Regions from separate parts of the Sus scrofa genome. Here region 2 is linked to region 1. Evidence: chromatin contacts called from public HiChIP or PLAC-seq data. All regions are on one chromosome and are shown on one strand. The core of a region is the stretch at or near the end of the contact, and the rest is flanking DNA. Distances in the headings are between cores, read along the strand shown. Region 1 holds the start of PTPN9 (tyrosine-protein phosphatase non-receptor type 9). Region 2 holds the start of SIN3A (paired amphipathic helix protein Sin3a).

The links. HiChIP or PLAC-seq counts read pairs in DNA pulled down with a chosen protein or histone mark.
Region 2: a contact with region 1 is called in an H3K27ac HiChIP or PLAC-seq map of skeletal muscle. The contact joins the promoter of SIN3A here to the promoter of PTPN9 in region 1. A contact is called at or near these places in 6 of 47 Hi-C or Micro-C datasets (blood, epiblast stem cells, heart right ventricle and 2 more) and 2 of 2 datasets of contacts at active chromatin or transcription factors (alveolar macrophages and skeletal muscle).

Annotation. Positions count from the first base shown.
Region 1 is chr7:58,074,595-58,081,296 of Sscrofa11.1, forward strand. It overlaps PTPN9 (tyrosine-protein phosphatase non-receptor type 9), which reads left to right and starts at 3,582. Exons shown (of 13, transcript XM_003128481.4): 1 at 3,582-4,358. The coding sequence starts at 4,296.
Region 2 is chr7:58,167,791-58,174,492 of Sscrofa11.1, forward strand. SIN3A (paired amphipathic helix protein Sin3a) reads left to right here and starts at 4,031. Exons shown (of 23, transcript XM_021099023.1): 1 at 4,031-4,299.

The DNA of each region.
Region 1 (6,702 bases), core at 2,332-4,831:
TATGCTTTAAAAGCAAAAAAACAAAAGTACAACCTATAATACCCCTCCCCCCAAGGGTTCTCTCTTTGTAGTTTATTTTCTACTTTCAGATTTCAGTTCATGTTAATTTAATAAAAACGTGATTTTTGTCTCTCACCTATACTCCCCCAACCCTACCCTAGCCTTCCTTCTGAGGCCCTGCAGCCAAGCATTCAAAAATCCAAGGCTATGTCAATACATATCCATTTACCTTATGTCTGTTTTCTTTTTCCCTTTCTCAGCTGCACCTGAGGCATATAGAAGTTCCTGGGCCAAGGGTTAAATGCCATCTGCAGCCACTGCAATGCCAGATCCTTAACCTTCTGTTCCAGGGATCAAACCAGTGCTACCACAGAGACAAGCTGGATCATTAACCCACTGTACCACAGCTGGAACTCCCTTCATTTTTTTTTTTTTTTTTGTCTTTTTGCCTTTTCTAGGGCTGCTCCCATGGCACGTGGATGTTCCCAGGCTAGGGGTCTAATCGGAGCTACAGCTGCTGGCCTACACCACAGCCTCAGCAACGAGGGATCTGAGCCATGTCTGCAATTTACACCACAGCTCACGGCAACGCCGGATCCTTAACCCACTGAGCAAGGCCAGGGATCCAACCCACAACCTCATCGTTCCTAGTCGGATTCGTAAAGCACTGAGCCACAATGGGAACTCCTATATTTATTTTTTGAAATCAAAACTTTAGCTATCTCATACTGGTGATGGTGAGATTAGATGAAAGTCATTTAGAGCAGTATCTGGCATACAGTAAGGATACAATAAATGTGAACTTATTATTTCAGTGTATGTGTCCATTATAATTTATTTACTGAGTTTTCTATTGATGAGCCTTTATATTGTTTCTAATCTCTGTATTACAAACCTGTTTCAAAGTCTCAGGTCTGACTGGGAATCATAATCGTACGGTATCATACTTGATTTTGCTCGTTTGAGCCTGCAGTTAAAAGCAGGCCTATTTTTTTTTTCTTTTTTCTTTTTTAGGGTCGCACCAGAGGCATATGGAAGTTCCCAGGACAGGGGTCGAATCAGAGCTACAGCTACCGGCCTACATCACAGCCACAGCAACTTGGGATCCTAGCCGTGTATGCAACTTCCACCACAGCTCACGCCAACGCAGGATCCTTAACCCACTGAGCGAGACCATGGATCATACCCGCATCCTCATGGATACTCGTCAGGTTCTTTAACTGCTAAGCCATGAAGGGAACTCCAAGGGCAGGCCTTTGTACTCTGATTTTCCTCTGATTTGCTACTCAGAGCAAATCCAGCCAGCTGCCTCGCACTTGGTTCTGTTCCCTACATCTCTGCTCAGAAACTTCCAAACATTGTCCTATTAGGACTGTGATAGGCCACAGTTCCGGAAAACTTCCCTTACACACCCACACGCCCACACACACAGCTGTGCCTCTGAAAACACTGAGTTCTCTCTCCCAGCACACTCTGTTAAGTCTCTCCCTTTTAAAATTGTCCTAACCTGATACCTGCACTAGGAGTCAGTTCTAGCTCAATACAAATTAATGAGCTGTGTGACCTTTAGATAATCACTGACCCCTGCTGTCCTGAGGCCCACTGGACAAAACGAGTGTAAAAAATGTAAATATAAATGTAAGAAACTCCATCTTTTTGTGTTCAATCAGTGGTTTGTACTACTAAGGTTCTGCCATTTCTTACTCCAGCTTGGTCCTATAGCCATTTGCCTGCTTAGGAAGAAAAACCATATACACACACACACACACACACACATATACATATATATATACACACACACATATATACATATATATACACACACACACACACACACATATATACACACACATATATATACACGTAGTTTTTCAGGGCCATACCTGTGGGATATGGAAGTTCCCAGGCTAGGTGTCGAATCACAGCTGCAGCTGCTGTCCTACTCCACAGCCACAGCAATGCCATATCCAAGCTGCCTCTGCGACCTGCACCGCAGCTCGCAGCAACGCCAGATCCTTAACTCACTAATCGGGGCCAGGGATCGAACCCACGTTCATGGCTACTAGTTGAGTTCATTACCACTGAGCCACAACGGGAACTCCTATATATTTTTTTAAGTTACTATTTAACATTTTTTTGGGGGAAAAGGTTATATGTCCACGTGCAGAATTTAAACACACACACACACACACACAATGTTTGTTAGCAGCAAAGACAGTGGTAATGAGAATAGTTACTTGGAGGGGACATGAGGGCTTTGGTAAGTTGGGAATGTCCTATTTATTGATCTATGTGCTGGGTACATGGGCGTGCTCAGTTTATGAAATTTGTCATACTGTATACATATTGTCACTATTCTGTATGTACATTATACTTCAATAAAAAGTTTTAAAAGAAACTTAAAATGTACAATTGACCATATAGGGAAAAGTCTCTCTCTCCCTTAGGTTCTCTCTCTTTCTGGGAGACAACCACTACCATCTTTCTTATGTATCCCCTCAAAGCTCTTTTATATATAAATAAATTTAAAAACACATACTCATTTTTTTTCCTTTATAAGGATGACAGCCTATTATGCACACTATTTGAGTTTTGTTTTTTTTCACTTCACACCACAGCTCACCGCAACGCCAGATCCTTAACCCACTGAGCAAGGCCAGGGATCCTTAACCCACTGAGCAAGGCCAGGGATCAAACCCGCAACCTCATGGTTCCTGGTCGGATTCGTTAACCACTGAGCCAAGACGGGAACTCCAGAAATTGCTTTTAAAGTCCCAGAAGGAGCATCAGAACTCACAGCATCTTCCTCAGTTGTCTTAAGACCCCTCCCATGGGCCTCTCTCTGTGAGTTCTCCAGGCTTCAGCTCTTGGAACTAGCTGTGGCACTCACTTGTTAGTTGGATCCCTTTTGGAATATTTAGTTTTGGTCTGGAATGATGCAAAAACGTGCCAGACCTAGTCCTCCTTTTCCTCTGTCCCCTCCACCCCCAAACTGACTCCCAAGACTGTATCCTGTAAGACTCCCAAGCTCTTTGCTGCACTTGCCTTCGCGAAAAGCAAAGGCTTGCAAAAACTCCGTGATTCTTGAAAGTGGTTTGAAATCAGATGCTGTTTTTGTGAGGGACTAAAATTAGCCACACTGGTGATGGATTACAGGATACAGCCAGCAAGGAGAGAGCGAGCTGGGGCCGCGAGCAACCAGCTAGCAGGGTCTGTTCCTTCCACCTGCGCATCCTGGACCTCACAAGCAACCATTCCAGGGGTTTTCAGTTCGCAAATGACATGGAAATAGATGAAGGTTGTGGGTTCCTCGTACCTAAGTGGTAGAGCAAGTAACCCCAGGCCAGGTTCCCGTTAGCACCTAGTTTTCAAACACATGTATTCTCTTCCTCCTCCAGGGAGCTTAACGTCATGAAACCCGCACCCCTTTCTTCCTTTTTCTCACTCTCCGCGGTCCAGAGTCGCCGGAGCCCCTCCCCCGCCCTAGTTCCTCTGGATCTCCCCTCCCCCCCGCCGGCCTCCCCCGCCCCCTCCTCTCCGAGGGCCTCTGCTCGAGCTCCGCTGCCCCCGCCCCCCGGGCTCCTCTCTGTCTCCCCCTCCCGGACGTGGCCGCGCTCGGCCGGGCCCTCCTCGCCGCCTGTTTGTGAATGAGACGCTCAGTTTCTCAATGGAGCCGCGGGGGGCTCGGGCGGACGCGGTGGGGCCGCGGGGCTGGCCGTGAGCCCGGAGGGGGGCGCGTTTCCCCCGCTCCCTCCCTCTCTCCCTCCCTCTCGCCACACGGCTTTAGAGGAACGGGGCTGAGAGGCCGGGGCGCTGGTCGCAGGGCCCCGCATCCCCGAAGACTCCTCGTCACCTTCTGGAGGAGTCGGAGCGCCGCGGAGGAAGGTGGACGCGGAGGAGGCCGGCGGCCTTCGGCAAATTTCCCCCGCGGCCCTTGCTCTGGCCTTAGAAACTTCTTGATTCCACATTTCCCTTTTTAATTCCGATTAGCTCCTTGCCTGCTCTATTCCCCCCCCCCTTCCCCGGGATAGGAGGGGGAGTGTGAGGAAAGGAACGAAGAAAATAAAAAAGGATTTCCGCCCAGAAGAGAGCGACAGTTCGGAGAGCTTTTTCTTAAGGAAACAGAAGCGGCGTTTGCGGCCGTTGCGGGCGCCGGACCCTGCCGGCCCAGCCATGCGCAAGCCGGCCCGGGGCTGCTGAGGCGCGGGGACGCGGAAGCGGAGGCCCACCGCACCGGGCTCCCTGCGCTCCCGGGCGAGTTCTGTCCGCCGGGCGGCGGCGGCGGCGGCGGCGGGATGGAGCCCGCGACCGCGCCCCAGCCCGACATGGCGCCGGAGCTGACCCCAGAGGAGGAGCAGGTAAGCGGGGCTGCGGCCGCGCGGTGGGTGTGTCCGGACCCCCGAGGCCTAGCCCGGCCGCGCTCTTCGCGGCTCCAGGTCCGCGGTGGCCTCCCCCGAGCCCCCCGGCGGCCGCGCCCCAGGCCGTCATCCCCCGAAGCGGGGAGGCTGCCGGCCTCTGCTCCCGCCCACGGCCGCTCCTGTTTGCTGCTCTGGTGCCGCATATTGCCCTCTCCTCCTATTCGGCGGTGATTAAAGTTCTCGAATTGGGAAGCTTCCCTTTACCTCTGCCCCCCCCCCCCCCAATGTTTGCAGAACACCTACTTTGCCTCCGGCCTTACACCCCTCTACGTATTTTGCTTCATTCCATGAGGGTTTGTGGTTTTCTAAGGGCAGGAAAAGCCCCACTTGGGGGGCCGGTTCCTGTGAGGACTGTCTCCCCTTCCCAGGACAGTGATAGGCACTGAGTCCATAGATGCCCTAGATTTTCACATGAGCCCCTCGGGCTTCTTTGAGGGCTGTGGCCTACTTGGATAGATTCTAGAAGATCCAGGCCTTCCCAGGCTCCCTAAGTCCCTGGCCTTGACCGCCCTATTTAGCTTTCTTTGGCTGGGCGCATCTCCTCACCCCCACTTCCCTCCCCCATCTCATCTCCCTGTCTCCATCTTTCTGAAGTCTGCATTGAGCTCCATTGTCCCTTAAAGCTTATGACTTTCAGTTCCCAGAAGGAAGTGGTTTGCAGTGTCATTTTGGGGGCTTGGGTGAGGGATGAGCCCAAGGCCCATGTACCTTTCCCTCCCCCACATTCCTGCTGGGGAGACATGGACCACTCCGGAGGATGGTGGGAAAGTCCATTAGCCGAGATTGGAATCCTAAAGTCTTTTCACTGTCTCTTCTTGCTCATGCTCAGATTTAGCCATGGTCTGATTCCATGTTTAAAAACAAGAAAATCAGAAAAACACCTAAAATAAGAAAAGATGAACCATGCTGGTAGCCCATTTCAAGCTTACCGAGCCGTTGTTCCCGAGGACCACATTTGGTAGTACAGCCTCTAGTATGGAGATAGTCTGGTTTTACAAACTGATAGTGGTTAGTGGGCTTAAGATTTGATTTTTAAAAAGCTCTTGACTTCTCTCCTCATTTGTGGAGATGACATTTTTCATATTTGGCTTCAGGCTACAGTCTTGTCTTTTGATGCCTAGAGATAAAATCAGCATGGGGAAAAGAAATTCTACTGTTCTGTACAAGCAGTGGTAACATCCTGGTAACTTCAATTTAATGTTGATAAAATACGAGTCAGTAGCCAGTGCAAGCTGGTGACCAAAGAGCCCACTCTGGCAAAATTAGGGAAATACTACTTCAGCACTAGAGTGTGATATGTTAGGTTGGTTTTAAAGGGAAAAAAACTCTTTCACTTCTTTTCCTTGGGCTAGTCAGATTTGAAGGTTATGTTTCTAAGGCTTGAGGGCATCACGATTTCACTATGAAAATGTCGTTTGGTTACAAATTTAAAAACTAAAACTGAGAAGAGTAGTAAAGTATTCATAGTATCAATAAAATGTTAGCTTTATTCTGTATTTAGTGTCTACATATATAAAACTGTGTTTATTAAAAAATCTTTTTTTACACTTTAAAAAATTTTTATTTATTATTATTATAGTTGATTTACAATGTTCTGTCAATTTCTGCTGTGTAGCAAAGGGATCCAGCCATGTGTGTTTTTCTCATATTATCTTCCATCATGTTCTATCACAAGAGATTGGATATAGTTCCCTGTGCTATACAGCAGGACTCCATTGCTTATCCATTCTAAATGCGGTAGTTTGCATCTACTAACCTCAAACTCCCAGTCCACTTCCTCCCCCCTGAAAAAATCTTTTACATTGAATAAATGTGATGGGAATTAACAAGGACTGGATGGAAATAGTAAAAGTAAAAAATATGTATATTAAGATCAAAAAGTTATTTTTTTAAGCTTTTCTTCCAAAATATCAAGTTTTCTACAGGCATTTCAAAATGTTGAAACACAAACATAAAAGCATAATTCCAATTATGGTATAAAATTTCACAGTTTAATATCACATGAAAGTCCTCCTCTTTTTTTTTTTTTTTGTTTGTTTTTTAGGGCCGTACCCTCGGCATATGGAGGTTCCCAGGCTAGGGGTCTAATCATAGCTACAGCTGCCGGCCTACTCCACAGCCATAGCAATGTGAGATCCGAGCCACATCTGTGACCTACGCTTCAGCTCATGGCAACACCAGATCCTTAACCCACTGAGCCAGGGTTCGAACCCGCAACCTCATGGTTCCTAGTTGGATTGGTTTCTGCTGTGCCACAACGGAAACTCCAACATGGGAGTGTACT
Region 2 (6,702 bases), core at 2,781-5,280, 94 kb after region 1:
ATTTGAATGGCCAGGAGAAGAGGGAGTATTGACAAGATAAAGAGAAAAAAAAAGGTCTAACAACTTTTGACTGAGTGCTATGCATACTTTATTATTTTGGCCAAGCCAGTGGCATGCATAAATTCCTGGGCCAGGGATTGAACCAGCGCCACAGCAGTACAATGCCAGATCCTTAACCTGCTGAGCCACCAGGTATATGTTATTTTTAATCCTAGGTATACTCTAACTCCTAGGTGTACTTTATTTTTAATCTCATAACAACCCACTGAAGTAGGTATTATTCTTAGCTTACAGATAAGGAAATTGAAAAAATAAATGACTTGCCAGAGACACTCAGCTGGGAAGTGGCTAGACTGGGATTTTGACCAATAGCTTGAGCTTTTCCCCTTGAACCTATAAGGTGCTTCAGGCTGAAGGTGGAAAGCAGGCCTCAGATGCCCATCATTTGGATATCCCCAAACTGGCAGTGGTTTTCTCCAGCTAGCAGAGGTTCTATCATCAGGGCACTGGCATTGACACCTTTTTGGCAGAGCCACTAAAGTACAGGCCCTAAATATCTCTCAATCACCATCTACCATAAGCACCCTAAAGAACTGTTGATTGAGGGTGTGTATGTGTGATGCCTGTAAGGCAGGGGTCAGAAGGTGTGATAATTTCAAGTATATGTGTTTTGAGTTGAGGACAAATATATATGATTGGGAGATAAATTGCTTCTTTGAGAATAATTTTTTGGGAAAGGACCAGTAATCATTTAGAACTATCTAGGGATAAACTGTTCTTAGAGTTAGGGAGAGAGGAAGAGTGGAGCAAGAGGGGAAGTTGTTTTTCTCCAGAAGCCCCAACTTGGATCATGGGTCCTAGTGTGTATAGAGGCAGGATGTGGTGGAATGGACAAAGCTCAGACAGATTCACCTTAGCAACTTGGCTTGAGCAAATCACTCTACTACCTCGAGCCTCAGTTTGCTCAACTACAGATGCAGTAATCCCTAGCTCACAAAGAGAGGACTCCTGGGAATCAGAATCTGGCTTCCCCATGTGACTTCTCCAAAGAAGCCCCTCACCCAGATCTGTTCACTCTTTGGTTCTCACTGATAAGGTAGGGTTGGGGTGGGCCAATGTCTCCAATCAAATACTTAATTTCCCAGAGTCTGGGAGAGGCTGTGCTATGCAGGCATAAATGTACCAAGTCAGAAACCATCACTGGACCCCTTCCAAGGTCCAGTGACTCTGATTCCTGGGGGCTCAGAGGTGAATTAGAGTTGCTGCCCTTGAGGTGCTCAGTCCAGGGGACATTCGGGAGGGGATTTCCATCAGGGTGGTGCACTTACCCTCCCAAGAGGGTAAGGAGTGTCAGCAAAGTCTGGTTCTCTGAGTCTAGTATCCTAGTTGCACATGCTCCATAGGCAACTTCATTCACAATATACTCCCTGCAGTCCAGGCTTACAGTCAAGTGCTTGAGCCTTTGGCCTTCACAGAAGTTCAGCCTTACTAGGTGTATTAAAGTGCCTATTTATCATCACATGTGATCTTCATAATAGGGTAAGGATTCCATGTTATCCTCTTATACAGGACATGAAGCTGATGCACAGATAATAAGAAGACTAAATGGAAACCATGGGACTCAACTTCCAGACTAATGTTCTTTCTGCTTTCTACCACTCTGCCTTGCCTTATCTCACAATCACACAGTATCTGTTTAGCCTTCATTTAAGACATAGCCTCTTGGGAAATAGAGGACAAATATGAGATGGAGCTCCAGACATTGGATCTCTATTCTGATAAAGAAAAACTTGGTCTTTGGAGTTTCTGCTGTGGCACAACAGGATTGACGGCACCTCTGCAGCGCCAGGATGCAGATTCGCCCTCCAGCCTGGCACAGTGGGTTAAAGAATCTGGCCTTGCCACAGCTGCAGTGTAGGTCATAACTGAGGCTTCGATCTGATTTCTGGCCCAGGAATTCCATATGCCGCAGGCGGCCAGAAAAAAAGCACCCCCCCTCCCCCAAACAAACAAAAGACTTGGCCTCTACTCTACAGAGCCCCAATCTGATAATGAACCTCAACCTCCATGGCCCTGCCAGGTGTTGGGCCTTCCACTGAATAATTTTCGCCTCCTGGACTTTCTCCCTCTACACTCTCCCTTAGTGATTCCATCAACCAAGCTACCACCCAAATTCTAGTCCTCTGAGATGACTCACTTCCCTCCCCAAATCAGTATTTCTACCCACCTGCCCTTTCTCCTTAGTGGCAAGCCTCCCTCCCCATTAGACCCCCATCCTATGGACTCTGAGTGAAGTAAGTGTCCTTAGAGCCTGTCTTTCTACAGGCACCTGAGGCTCTATTTCACAGGGAGGAAGGGACTTGTCTAAAGGTATTCTACCAAGTCATTAGTGGTGATCAATCTAGAACCCAGATTACTGAACCATTAGCCTCAAGGTCTTCTACCTTTTCACGCACCAGGTCACTGCCACTGACTCTTCCTTTCCCTCCATTACCCACACTGAATCGGTCACCCAGTAGTCTTCAGTCTTTCTCAACCACATCTCTCTGGTTTTATTTTTACTAAAAAAATTTCTTTTCGGCTACAGCCATGCATGTGGAAGTTCCTGGGCCAGGGACTGACTCCTATACTGCGGCCGCAGCAATGCTGGATCCTTTAACCCACTGTACTTACAGGGGATTGAACCAGTGTCTCCACAGCACCCAAGCCACTGCAGTTCTCCATTTGTATTCTTGCTTACCCATAGCCACAGCCCTGGTCAAGTCCTCGTTACATCTCACCTGAATTGTTGGGATAGCCTAACTGGCAGCAGACTCCCATTCTGCTCACAGGACTTTAAGGCCCTTCACTTTCTGCACATTCTACATCATTCACATGAATTACCTGGATCCATCAATCAATAAGTCTTTCTTCCTCACCCACTGTGTACCCTGGCCCCAGGCTTGGTGATATGTGGGGTAGCCTCTGTCCCTGCTACCCCTGCCAAAACTCTTTTGGTGTAAAGTTATGACAAAAACACTACAAATGATTCACAGAGGCATGTGAGGCAGAGTTTTGATGTGAGGACTGCTGATAGGGAAGGGTTTCTGGATTGGGGGCTTGGAGAGAGATGAAACCTCTTGGCTCTCTCCACCCACCCCTCCCACCAGAATATGTAACTCTGTAATCTCCAAACCCATTATTACAACAGCCTTTCTGCTTCACTTTCCTGCCTGCAGGCACGCTTCATTCAACCTACCCTCAGAATCCATCCAGCTGCTGGGATGTTGAGCATCTTAAACCATAGTTTTGGGCCCGTGATTTTGTGACCAGTCATGTTGCTTGCACATTCTGCTGTGCAAGCCTGAGAATTTTAACAAGGTAGTATAGTGTTCTGTTCTCTGACTCCATCTTTCCAAACCTGATTTTCATGACTACAGCCACACTTTTAGTGTTTCTTAATATTTTGCATTCACCTCTATGTGTCCTTTGCTGAAAATGACTTGCCCCTCCACTTCCGCCTGATGAAATCTTTAAGACCCAACTTGCGTGCCACCTCCTCCAGGAAGACTTTACCACTTTTCCTCAGAAAGAAGCTCCTTGCTCCGAGATTCTGTGGATGTCTATTTATATATACATTTCTGCATTGCCTTAGTTCTTTCTGTAGCATCTCCTCAGGTAGATAGATCTGGAGTCCTTGGATAGTGCAGAGTGAGCATCTCATTCAGTCTCTGTAATCGCACCCAAGCAGCAGGTGCGGTATGACTCTGTCTGCCTCACCCCAGAAAGTGCTCAGGCAAGTGCCTGTTGCCCGGAACATACGACTTTCCAATTACACCGTTCATTTTTAGGCAGTCGCCTAACAGAAAATGGGCCGTCCACGGTTAGGTTACACAGCCAGGGGAGTCGGGACATTGCAGCCAGTCGCTAGGGTATCCCTACCCGCCTCCCTCTGCTCAGTTCCAAATGGGGTGTGTGTGTGAAGGAAGTAGGGGCTGGGTAGCCCGGCTAGCTCCTCCTCCGTGTCCACCCAGAGGATCTCCGAGTCACAGTAGGTCTCCTTCCAGTCCAAAGGCCTCAAGAAATTCGAAGCGGCGGTACCTTCGATATAGGGTCCTCTGTCACAGATGCGGCTCACACTCACGGATACTTTAATCTATTTATTTGGATTTTTTTTTGGAGGGAGGGGGCGTTCAATGAAGGGGAAGAGGTGGAGCAAGGCGGGGAGGCGGGCCCAGGATGACTGACGAGAGCAGCGGGGAGCCAATGGCCCGTGGGGGGCGTTCCCCCCCATTCAGGACTCCTCGCCTGGCTCGGAAGGTATGTTAAACAGCTGCTTTTAATTTGGTCTCCCCAATCTTGGGCGTTTTGGGGGGCTAGTTCACCAGCCGGTCGCTTCGGCCAGTGCGCCCTGGTACCGGCGCAACGGGTCCTGGGACGGAGCTAGGGGAGCTTGGAGTCCGGCGGCCGAGGGAGGCGAGGGGCAGGCCAGGAAGGAGAGCTCTTGGCGCCGCCCGCTCGCCAGTGTGTTTCCAAGCCCGGCCGGATCCGTGGGGAGGGGGTCGGCCCGGCCTGGGGTCGCCAGTGTGCCGGCCGTGCTGCCTAGTTTATTTCACCGAGCGGCCGGTTTCGGTAGGTTTCGGCGGCGAACTGGGTAAGGTGCCAGCAGGAGGAGATCCTCCTCGCTCCTGGAATGCCTTAAAAAATTATTGTAAAGAAGAAAAAAGGGGAGATTCCGTACACCGACTGGAACCAGGCCTGGGCTGCGGCGCGCGGGCTCGGCAGGGGGCGGCGGCCTGAGCCCGGCTGGCCGGGCCCACTGAGTCCGCGGCGCCCGGAGTTGGTCGAGAGCTGGAGTTAGCAAGGGAGCCGGGGCCCGTGGCTTTCCCCGCTAACGACGCTGGGCGAAGGCGGCAGCCGCCCGAGGGTTTTGTTTCTGTCTGCAAACTTGTCCGAGGGGGCGGTGGGCGCGCTCAGGAGAGGCGCGGGTGCCTAGGGCCCGCGGTTGTTATGGACTCTGGGGGCGGGGGCAACGCCGGACTTGCGGGAGGGGCAGCCGGGGGAAGCCACCGGAAAGAGCCCCCGCACCTCGGCACTAGCCCCATGCGCCGGTCTGGGTTCTCCGAACTCCCGGGCCGTGGCAGTAGAGCCAGCATTCGGCGCCGGAACACGGCCCGGGGGTGTGGAAAACCTCCAGGAACTCGGCGGCTTCGACTCACGGCCCCAGCTGATCCCCTTGCAAACATGGAGCTGCCTCCTTCCCCGCCCACCCCAAGGCGGCGGCAGCTCCCTTCCCATCCCCCGGTCGTGCTCCTCGCTTGCGGATGGGGTGGAGGCGGGGACGCAGGCGTGTGAGCGCGCCCACGAGGGGGTGGCCTGAAAGGGGCAGTGAAGGTCGGAAACTGGGAAAACAGTCTCCACGCTCAGAATCGGGAAAAGGAAATGCATCAGCGTGCGGGGAGGGGCGCGGGGGGCGCGCCTGTCAGCCGGGATGGCGGCCGCGGGTTGGGAGGCGGGGCGCCGGCGCGAAACGCCGAAGTCGGGCGGGGCGACGCCGCGAGAGGGGGCGCAGGGGCCCGGGCCCACGGAACGCTAGGCTGCCCCTGCCTCCACTCCTTGGCCTACCCTGTTTACTATCTACTCCCGCGACGGCTTGTGCAACCGGCTGGGAGCGGAGCTGAGGGGCGGGGCCTTTCTCTCTCTCTCTTCCACCCATCTCGGGCTCCTCAAGAGGGCCCGCCTTCTCTTGTCTTCCACTGGCTGGGAGAGACTCCCTTTTTTCCTTCTCGGTTGTTGATTGGATGACATTCTCCCGAGCTCCGCCTATCGGAGGCCGGGCTGGAGTTTAAGTTGCTAGGATTTTTTTCCATGAAGGGCGGAGGGAGGATTCCTGCGGCTTACGTGAGGCGCAAGGTCCCGCCCCTACTCCTGATTGGTGGCATATATAGCCCCTCCTCCTCCGGCGGATCGAGCTAGGAGGGGGAAGTCCACCCTGTTCCCCGCCCCCTCCCTAGCGTGTGTGCGCGCTCAGCACATGTGTGAGGCCCGCCTTGCTCCTTCGAACTGTCCTCCCGCCCGGAAGTCCCGGGCTTGAAGCCCTAGGCAAGGGGGGCGGGGAGAGCCAAGAAGGCACACAATGATTCCTCCAAGCCTCGAGATCTGGTAGACTTTACGATGAAGTTAGTGTTTTACGGCGTAGAGTGAATTTGGGGGGCTTAGCTTCCGGGATTGTGCAGGATTTGGGAGGAGGGAGGGGGTCTGCCCTTCTCGGCCAAGTATTAAATTTCTGACACTGTGGCCTGGTTATTCCCGCGACTCTCGACTTCTAGGAGATCGTCCTAAGCTTAAGCTTCAGAATGCTGCGGACGCTGGCAGTGTTTTCTTCTCAGCGCAAAGCAGCTGCTGACCTTATTTGGCTTTATTAAAACTCTGAGCAACCTAGGATTGGCCTGGACACCTTAGGCAAGACCCCGCGCAGCTCACCCCCTCTTGACAGAGGAGTCGAGGGCGGCCCGATTCGGCTTGGGTTCCAAGTGGTTTTTGATGTCCATGTGGGAGCACCGTGTGCCACCCAGTCTAGGGAGCAGGGGACGGCGCAGAGTTAAATTAGCCCACGGCCAGTTCTGCATAAATGCTGCTTTCTCGTAATCTCTAGAGGTTTGGCATGGGGGTCTCCTCTGTTTCGTCGGTGTGACTTATTTTTTGAGTTCCTTCCTGGAGCAA